Regions from separate parts of the Mus musculus genome. Here region 1 is linked to region 2. A link is a contact called in public promoter capture Hi-C data. All regions are on one chromosome and are shown on one strand. Each heading gives the region's core, a stretch centred on a gene start, on an enhancer-like site or on the middle of the called end of the contact. The rest is flanking DNA. Distances are from core to core; before and after follow the strand shown.

The links. Promoter capture Hi-C pulls out the DNA fragments that hold promoters and counts their contacts.
Region 1: a contact with region 2 is called in a promoter capture Hi-C map of cranial neural crest. The contact joins the enhancer-like site here to the promoter of Ptpn13 in region 2. A contact is called at or near these places in 4 of 39 promoter capture datasets (the HPC-7 cell line, cranial neural crest, liver and 1 more), 1 of 115 datasets of contacts at active chromatin or transcription factors (forebrain) and 3 of 9 other capture datasets (adipose tissue, macrophages and pancreatic islet).

Annotation. Positions count from the first base shown.
Region 1 is chr5:103,543,445-103,547,418 of GRCm38.p6, forward strand. It overlaps Ptpn13 (protein tyrosine phosphatase, non-receptor type 13), which reads left to right. Exons shown (of 48, transcript NM_011204.2): 20 at 1-20. Among named protein-coding and RNA genes, the nearest start is that of Slc10a6, 84 kb to the right of the region's middle. Within about 2 kb of position 2,072, at least 3 of the 459 cell types and tissues checked have an H3K27ac peak or open chromatin away from gene starts, as enhancers often do.
Region 2 is chr5:103,423,900-103,427,677 of GRCm38.p6, forward strand. Ptpn13 (protein tyrosine phosphatase, non-receptor type 13) reads left to right here and starts at 1,293. Exons shown (of 48, transcript NM_011204.2): 1 at 1,293-1,637.

The DNA of each region.
Region 1 (3,974 bases), core at 822-3,321, 120 kb after region 2:
AGTCCCCTTTAAAGACAATGGTAGGTGTACAAGCTGTTCTCCTGATATCCGTCATACCCTCTCTCTGTTGTTCCGTACGTACTGATCTGGAAGTAAGTGGGGGGATGGTCCCATGCCAAGGATTTAGGCCTGTGGGACAGTGAAAGGGGCGTGGTGTTCTTCCATGTCACTGCAGGGTACTGGTACCTGTGGTTTTGCTATTGCTGACAAAGGAAATGAATGAGAAGTTAGGAAAGGACATTGCTTGAAAGGCTAAGATGGTAATAAGGGGAGAGAAAGTCTTGAGGTAATTCTAAAGGGATGCTTGAGCTAATTTTGTTGTTGTTGTTGCTGTTTTTATTGCTGTTGCTGTTTCAAATACCAAGGGAGTATACGCAACAGCCTCACAGAGGAGGGTTTTTCTCGAACTAGCAGAGATGAGCATTTTAGATCAAGGGCACAGTTTGATTAGAGACATGGAAATATAAGCCGAACTAATAGCAAGAGTGTTGGTGGAAGCTCATGGTGCAGCGTGAGGTCGGGGGACACGGGTGCTGGTGCAGAAGCTTATGGGACAGCGGGAGGTTGGGGACACAGGGTGTTGGTGCAGAAGCTCACAGGGCAGTGGGACGTCGGAGGACACTTTGGGAGCAGTTTTGAGTCTTATCCTGAGTGTTAGAACTAAAGACTTTAAACATGAGTCTTTTCAACTTAGACCCCCAAGAAACAAAGCTGGAGTGGGAGACCAGGTGTGGGCAGTGACTTCAGTCTGTACTCAAATTTTTTGTAGTTTAAATGTAAAGAATTGTTACATTTTACTTGGTCTTTCTAACAGCTTTATGGGTAGGAAAAAAATATTTCATTAGCATCTACCTATACATTACTTTGTTCCAAGTCTTACCCTTAAATCCGGAAAGCTGGGTTAATGAAAAGCCTAGTGAGAATGAAGGAGGTTTGCAAGGAAAGTTGGTGATGTCATCGGCTGGCTAGAGCCCTTGTTCTTGCAGAGGACCTGGAGTTGGTCTCCAGCACCCCACAGTGGCTCACAAAGGCCTGTAGCTCCAACTCCAGGGGATCTGATGCCCTTTTCTGGGCTTTTTGGGCACCTGTACTCAGACAAATACCCACAGAGAAATAGACACACATGCACATAATATAAATAATAACATAGCTGAATTTGATGACTCTAAATTTAGTTCTAATTTTCCTGATAGTAAAGGCAAAAAAGGAAATTGTGAAGTTGAACCATGCTGTGGAGTAAGGTTGGACCATGTAGAATTGTGCTGTGGAGTAAGGTTGGACCATGTAGAATTGTGCTGTGGAGTAAGGTTGGACCATGTAGAATTGTGCTGTGGAGTAAGGTTGGACCATATGGAATTGTGCTGTGGAGTAAGGTTGGACCATGTGGAATTGTGCTGTGGAGTAAGGTTGGACCATGTAGAATTGTGCTGTGGAGTAAGGTTGGACCATGTAGAATTGTGCTGTGGAGTAAGGTTGGACCATATGGAATTGTGCTGTGGAGTAAGGTTGGACCATGTAGAATTGTGCTGTGGAGTAAGGTTGGACCATGTAGAATTGTGCTGTGGAGTAAGGTTGGACCATGTAGAATTGTGCTGTGGAGTAAGGTTGGACCATATGGAATTATGCTGTGGAGTAAGGTTGGACCATGTAGAATTGTGCTGTGGAGTAAGGTTGGACCATGTAGAATTGTTCTGTGGAGTAAGGTTAGACCATATGGAATTGTGCTTCTGTGGCCAAAACTTCCAGCCCCGAAATGCATACATGTTTCATTCCCTCCAGTAGAAATCAACATGCCAGTTACTCAGGGAAAAAAAGTGTGTAATGGAGATGGTTGATTCAGAGACTATAGATGCTGTCTTCAGTACACATGGGGAATGAAGAAGGGGTGAGGGTTGCTTGTATATTCCTTCCCCATTACCAGTCCTCAGAAAAGCTATCGTAAGCTAAATAGCTATCGTAAGCTAAATGAGCATGTGCATGGGCCGGGGTCAGGGCGCACGGTGCTGACAATTAGGCTTCTTGCCTGGACTGAGGTCTGGCGTCTGTGCAGCTTGTATAATTTCGCTGTAGCACATCCACAGCGGTAATAATCTGCATTGACAGTCCCTGCGGGCTTGCTGTGCCCTTCACCATCCTAAGACTTCAGCCAACTTGTCACGTAGACTCCCGTCTGCTGGGCGCTGATGTTATGGCCTTTCCACAAATGAGAAACCAGAAATGAGCTCTGCAGAAGGCTGCAGAGCCGAAGAGCAGCGGAGCCGTGATCTGAATGCAGAGATAGACCAAGTTCCGGTCCCCTCCTGGCATGATACTGTTAACTGTTAGTACATGGGCCAAGCTTTGGAAAGGGTTGCTAGTAAGTGCTCTGTGATGATAGCACACACGTGTTTTGAGTTAAGTTCTCATAGACGAGAATGTGAATTTGTACCAACTCTCCATGAACTGTAAGAACTTTCTCCCTTTGAATTTCTAGAAGCCTCGCCTCACCAGCCAGTCTCCTGGCTTACGGAGGGACTCAGTTAATCTTTCTCTTCACAATTCCTTCTGAACCTGCTCAACCAAAGGGGGTTCAAACTTTAGTGAGAGCTGCTGCTGGTGGTGCACACCCTTAGTCCCAGCATTTGGGAGCCAAGGGCAGGCAGCTCTCTATGAGTTTGAGGCCAGCCTGATTTACAGAGCAAGTTCCAAGACAACCAAACCACACAGAGAAACCCAGTCTCAGAAAAAAAGAAGAAAGAAGATGATGAAGAGGGAGGAGGAGGAGGAGGAAAAATAAAAAACCCAGGAACAATAAAGAAAAGAAATAACTCTGGTCCAGAGTAACATAGTACAGGACCTGAAATTAACTTTATCTAATTTCATGGTAATTATCATGGCCAATGCTAAGTAATACAGTGTTCAAGAATAAATAAAATCCTACAATATACCGTGTTCAGCCTGACATCAAGGACAATTATAATATTTAAAGCTAGTCTTCCTGTAAGGTTCAGTTAGAATATCTACAAAGCTGAAGGTTAAAATTAAAATAAAAGTCCAGAGTGAGCATAAAAACAGAGCAGACAGAAAAACTCACTGGATGCATAAGAAGTAAACTGAGGAGAGACAGGGCCATTTCACTCAGTGTAGATAAACATTTCCAGGGTGCGGACTGTGTACATCCAATGGACAGGATATGGTCCCAACTGCCTTAAAAAATATGTAATATGCGACATAGAAATTTAAAAATAGGGGGCTGGAGAGATGGCTCAGTGATTGAGTACTGACTGCTCTCCCAAAGGTCCTGAGTTCAAATCCCAGCAACCACATGGTAGCTCACAACCACCCGTAATGAAATCTGACACCCTCCAATAGAAGACCACACAGCATCCACAGGAACTCCTGGGAGACAAGCATGTCCTAGTCAGGAGGCCTCACACACAGTCCTGTCACCCTCTCCTACGTAGACATGACTGGGTATAACACAGGCTTGCTTTGTGTAAAGAACTGGGCATTTCAAGTTAAGGTTTCTTTTTCACTAACAAGTAGTTGCAATTGCTGTAGTATGGTACATATTAATAGGAAAATATAATTATTTTAAGGATCTTGGAATAAGCCCTCCTGGTATTTATACTCGCCTTAATGTAGTTAAAAGGCCTCCGAAATGTCTTCATAATTAAGTATCTACCTCACAGATTCTCCAGCTCTACCTTGAATAGAACCTATAGGCAGATAACTTGAAGTTTGCATGGATGCTCCCTCAGGAACAACAAGTACAAAAGTATGTTGAGCATCAGCTATGTGCACAGACCTGAGGAAAGACACTGAGCTGGTGCATATGCTGAGGTACTGGCACCTGCATGCGGTCCCACCGGCTGTCCTGACCTGTCACTGCAGACACCACAAGGCTGAGGGAGCGAGGAGGCTGAAACGGGAGGGTGGCAGAGCCTCCTTGTGTGATCAGTACTCCTTCATCTCCTGCTGGCCAGCTTACCCTT
Region 2 (3,778 bases), core at 43-2,542:
TTTCAGATTGTTCCTGGAGGGCTAGCTTTCTCCCTCAGGCTCCATGTTTGACTCCTTGAGGACAGGGATTTGGGTTTCTGCTCTCGTTTTCCATGGAGTTAGAGAGATGCCATTCAGTGCGTACGTGCAAGGCATATTTGAAGACATCCATCACAGCTATTCATTTAGTAAATGAGATAATGAAAACTCAAATAGTAGCCAAAGGTAAATCATTAATTAATTCCCTCATTCATCACACCTGTACCAAAGCCTCAGGGGCTGGGGAACCTGGGATTGCAGCTTGCCCGGAGAAGCCAGACGAGCCTCTTCTCTCCATTTTGAGGAGATCCTTAAAGTAAATAAAGGTCCATATAGGATCTCAGACAAAATTAACCCTGTATGTGTTACTGAATGTATTAGTAACCTTATATAGCACCAAAGAGAACGATAGCAAAAAACCCTTTAAAACCCACATTACAAGATGCTATTCTGCTCGTGAATTCTGCAAGGTTTCCTTGCAAATAATTGAACTTAGAATGTTTTAGTTTGCAGGAAAGAAATCGCTACGAGGATACACCTTCGCCAAGCTGTTGTGTGTTTAAAGAAATGGTTTATCAATTAGGTGGTTTTACCGTAAAACTTTTAACGCTGGGGTTGCCAAGTTCACAAAATATCAGGGCAAAAATCTTGTTTCTCACGAAAACGCGAGTATTTGAGTTTTCCGGGGGGATCTTTGAGGCTGTGCTGTCGCAGCACACCTTTGAAAGTCTCTTCACAGCTGTGGGAACCCGGCGGAGCCGATTCACTGCCCACACCATTTCTCGGTTGCTGTGTAGCTGGGGGAGCTGGCAGGGCGACGTTCCCTCTCTCTCCACCTTCTTTCATTGCCTGGGTCGCCCGGAGAGAATCTGGGAGCAAGGCTGCGAGGAGGGGGAGGGGCCGGCAGCTTCGCGTCTGTCACTCTTCCTCGCGCGTTTCGGAAAGTTCTGGGTCTGAAGTTGGGGGAGCCCAAGAGGCTTCATCCCCAAGTCTGCACAGTGGAGAGTGCACACAGCAGAACCCTGCCCTGGCGCCCTCGACCCCAGCGCGGGGCCAAAAGAAGAGTGAGGAGCCCGACCCAAGGCACCGGTTGTCATGGCAACCGGGGCGCAGGTCTCCCCAGAGACTCGGTCCCAAGGGAGGAGGCGGGGTGGGGCTCCTGGCGGACCAATGGGGAGAAGCGGAGTGCAGGGTCCCGGACCTGCGGTCCTGTCCGCGCGCGGGCGGGGTTGACTGACAGGGCAAGGGGCGGGGCCGATGCGTCGGGCCGAGGAGGAGCTGCGCGCCGTGAGGAGCTGGGCCGGGCGCGCCGCGGCGAGGGTGACACACCATGGTCACAGTTCTCCGAGGTCTCCGCGCCGCTGCCGAGCAGCGCTCCCCGGCTCTCCCGTCCGCCTCAGCCTCCTGGACAGCGCCGCGCGCGGGCGGCCGTCGTTGAGGCGCTGCGAAGTCGCGGCGGGCGGGCGGGAGCTCGGCGGGGGTCGCCGCCCGGCGATGCTGCTTCTGTCGCCGCCGACCCTCTCTGCGCACGCCCGAAGCAGCTCGGGGAAGAAGAGGCGGCGGCTCTCGGTGCCCGCGCGCTGCGCTCCGGTCGCCGCACCGGGGCTCCCCACGCGCCGGTAAGAAGCACGCGTGGCCGGACCCGGGGGGTGGGATGTGCGGGCCTCTGGGACGTCTCTTCGGCTCCCCTCGGTTCGGATGGTGGCATCCCTGGTGCGCCGAGGGCGGGGAGCGCGAGCTGCTTGCAGTTTAATCCTGGCTGAGACCCCCGAGTGGGAGGGAGCGACGGGCTGTGGGCCACAGCGAGTGACGCTGCCCCGTGGAGCTGGTGCGGACAGCCTTGCGCCGAGCGCGCGGTGGGAAGGGCTCCCGGAGTCTGTTTCTAATTTCTGTAAATGATTGTGGACATGGTGTGGTTAGAAGCCGCCCAGAAGAATGTGTCTGTGTAAGGGCTCCGAGAAGGGGGTAGGGACGGGGACAGGCTCTAGTAAAGTTTGCTTCTCTCTGCTGCAGGCCAGCCTTTCTTTTCTCCACTTTGCTCGATAACGTGAGCGCCGAGAGCTGCAAAGTTAAAAGTTAAGCCAAAGTCAAGGAACTTTGGAAATTTAATTTCCTTCTGTTGTGTATTGGAGAAGCGAGGATGGGGAGACATGGGAGCGAGTCACAGAGTGCAGGTTTCTTTCCCTGTGTAAGATCGACACCTCCCCGTATTTGCGACTAATCTTTTAGACAACCTTCTGTCATTTTCGCTTAATTGCATCTTTGAAATAACAAACGCGGTGACTTCATAGGTAGCTGCCTGGAGCTGAGTTTACCTTTCCGAAAATGGGGCAATCGGGTTTGTTTTCTAGGCGGGACATACAGAAAATGTGGGACACCTGATATGTGGGTTGAAGGACGCTGCTAACTAATTAGGAAGATTTAAAAAGGTCTGTCTAGAGAGCTTATTAAAGGACGGGAAGAAAAAAAGTACCTGTATTATGAAACAGGCGTTGGTATTTTCCCAAGTTCTTGAACCGGGTTGGCAGGGTCGGGGTCAAAACCTGCTTCATTTTCATTGGCTGCCAGTAGTGGTGATGAGGTACAAGTTATTTTTCACTTGCATTTTTTTTTTTTACTAAGTTCATAAAGATAGTGGCTCAGTAAATTAATATATTAATAGATAAGTACCGTATCGTATCATCCAGTCCCACATGTGTTTTGCAGTGTTTTTGGAACATCATGTTCTAAATTTGATGGTCTCCAGGTTTCCAGGGAGTACCTGTGGGGAGAAGGGAGGCAGCTATTAGAATTTAAAGGTAGAAACTATTAAGGCTTCATTAAGAAAGGTACATTTTATGGTGTCTTTCACTTTCAACGTTAGAGAACCGTGACCCTTTTCTACCATTGGATTTATCTTTGGATTTACACTGTCCCACCAACACTTTTCTAGTGGCATCCAAGCCCCCTCCCCCGCCTTTTGAGGCTGATTATCAACATCCAAAAATAAACAGTTTTCATGATGCCTGTAAACACACACACACACACACACACACACACACAAACCAGGGTCAGTTTGAAGGGCAGATTTGAATACCACAATAGGGTGTCAAAAGTTGTAAAACTTGTTTTATCTTCTTTTTTGTTTGCTTTTAGAGATGACTCTTAAGTGCAGGATTTCACCAGGAGAATTGGCTAGCCATTTATTTTGGAGTGTTTAATAGGTGTACTTGGGGGAGGGAAAGCATGGGTGGGGCAGGCCCTTATGCAGGCTAGGTGAGTGCTCCCACCTCAGAGCTGCAAGGAGCTGCATACTCTGCCCCTATGTCTTTATCTCATTGAGCTTATCTTTTATTTAAGAGAAATGAGTCTAGCCATGTTTCACCTTTAACAGATAAAGAATGGGGCAGGTGAGCAGTGTTTCGGACTTCAATAGCTGACTGCTTTTACATCTTATCTTCTTGTATCTGGGGGAAACTTCAACATAGTTATCCTTTTTCCTTCCCCCATTTCTTTCTGCCGTTTAAAAAAAAAATTAAGATGTGAACCACTTTCATAGTGTATTCAAATATTTAATCATCTTTAAAATCGAAGTGAAACCCAACCATACAGCAAGCCAGTCCATTTGTCAGCTCTTATTTTGGAGAGTGTTTTGGGAAGTCAGTACCTCTCCTCAGAACAGTGAGCTGTTATCAGGCCTCTGATGGAACCCATGACTGCACTTGGGTTCCTGTCACTTTAAAAGGCCCGGGAAATGAGGAAAACTGCTGCAGCTTAGGGT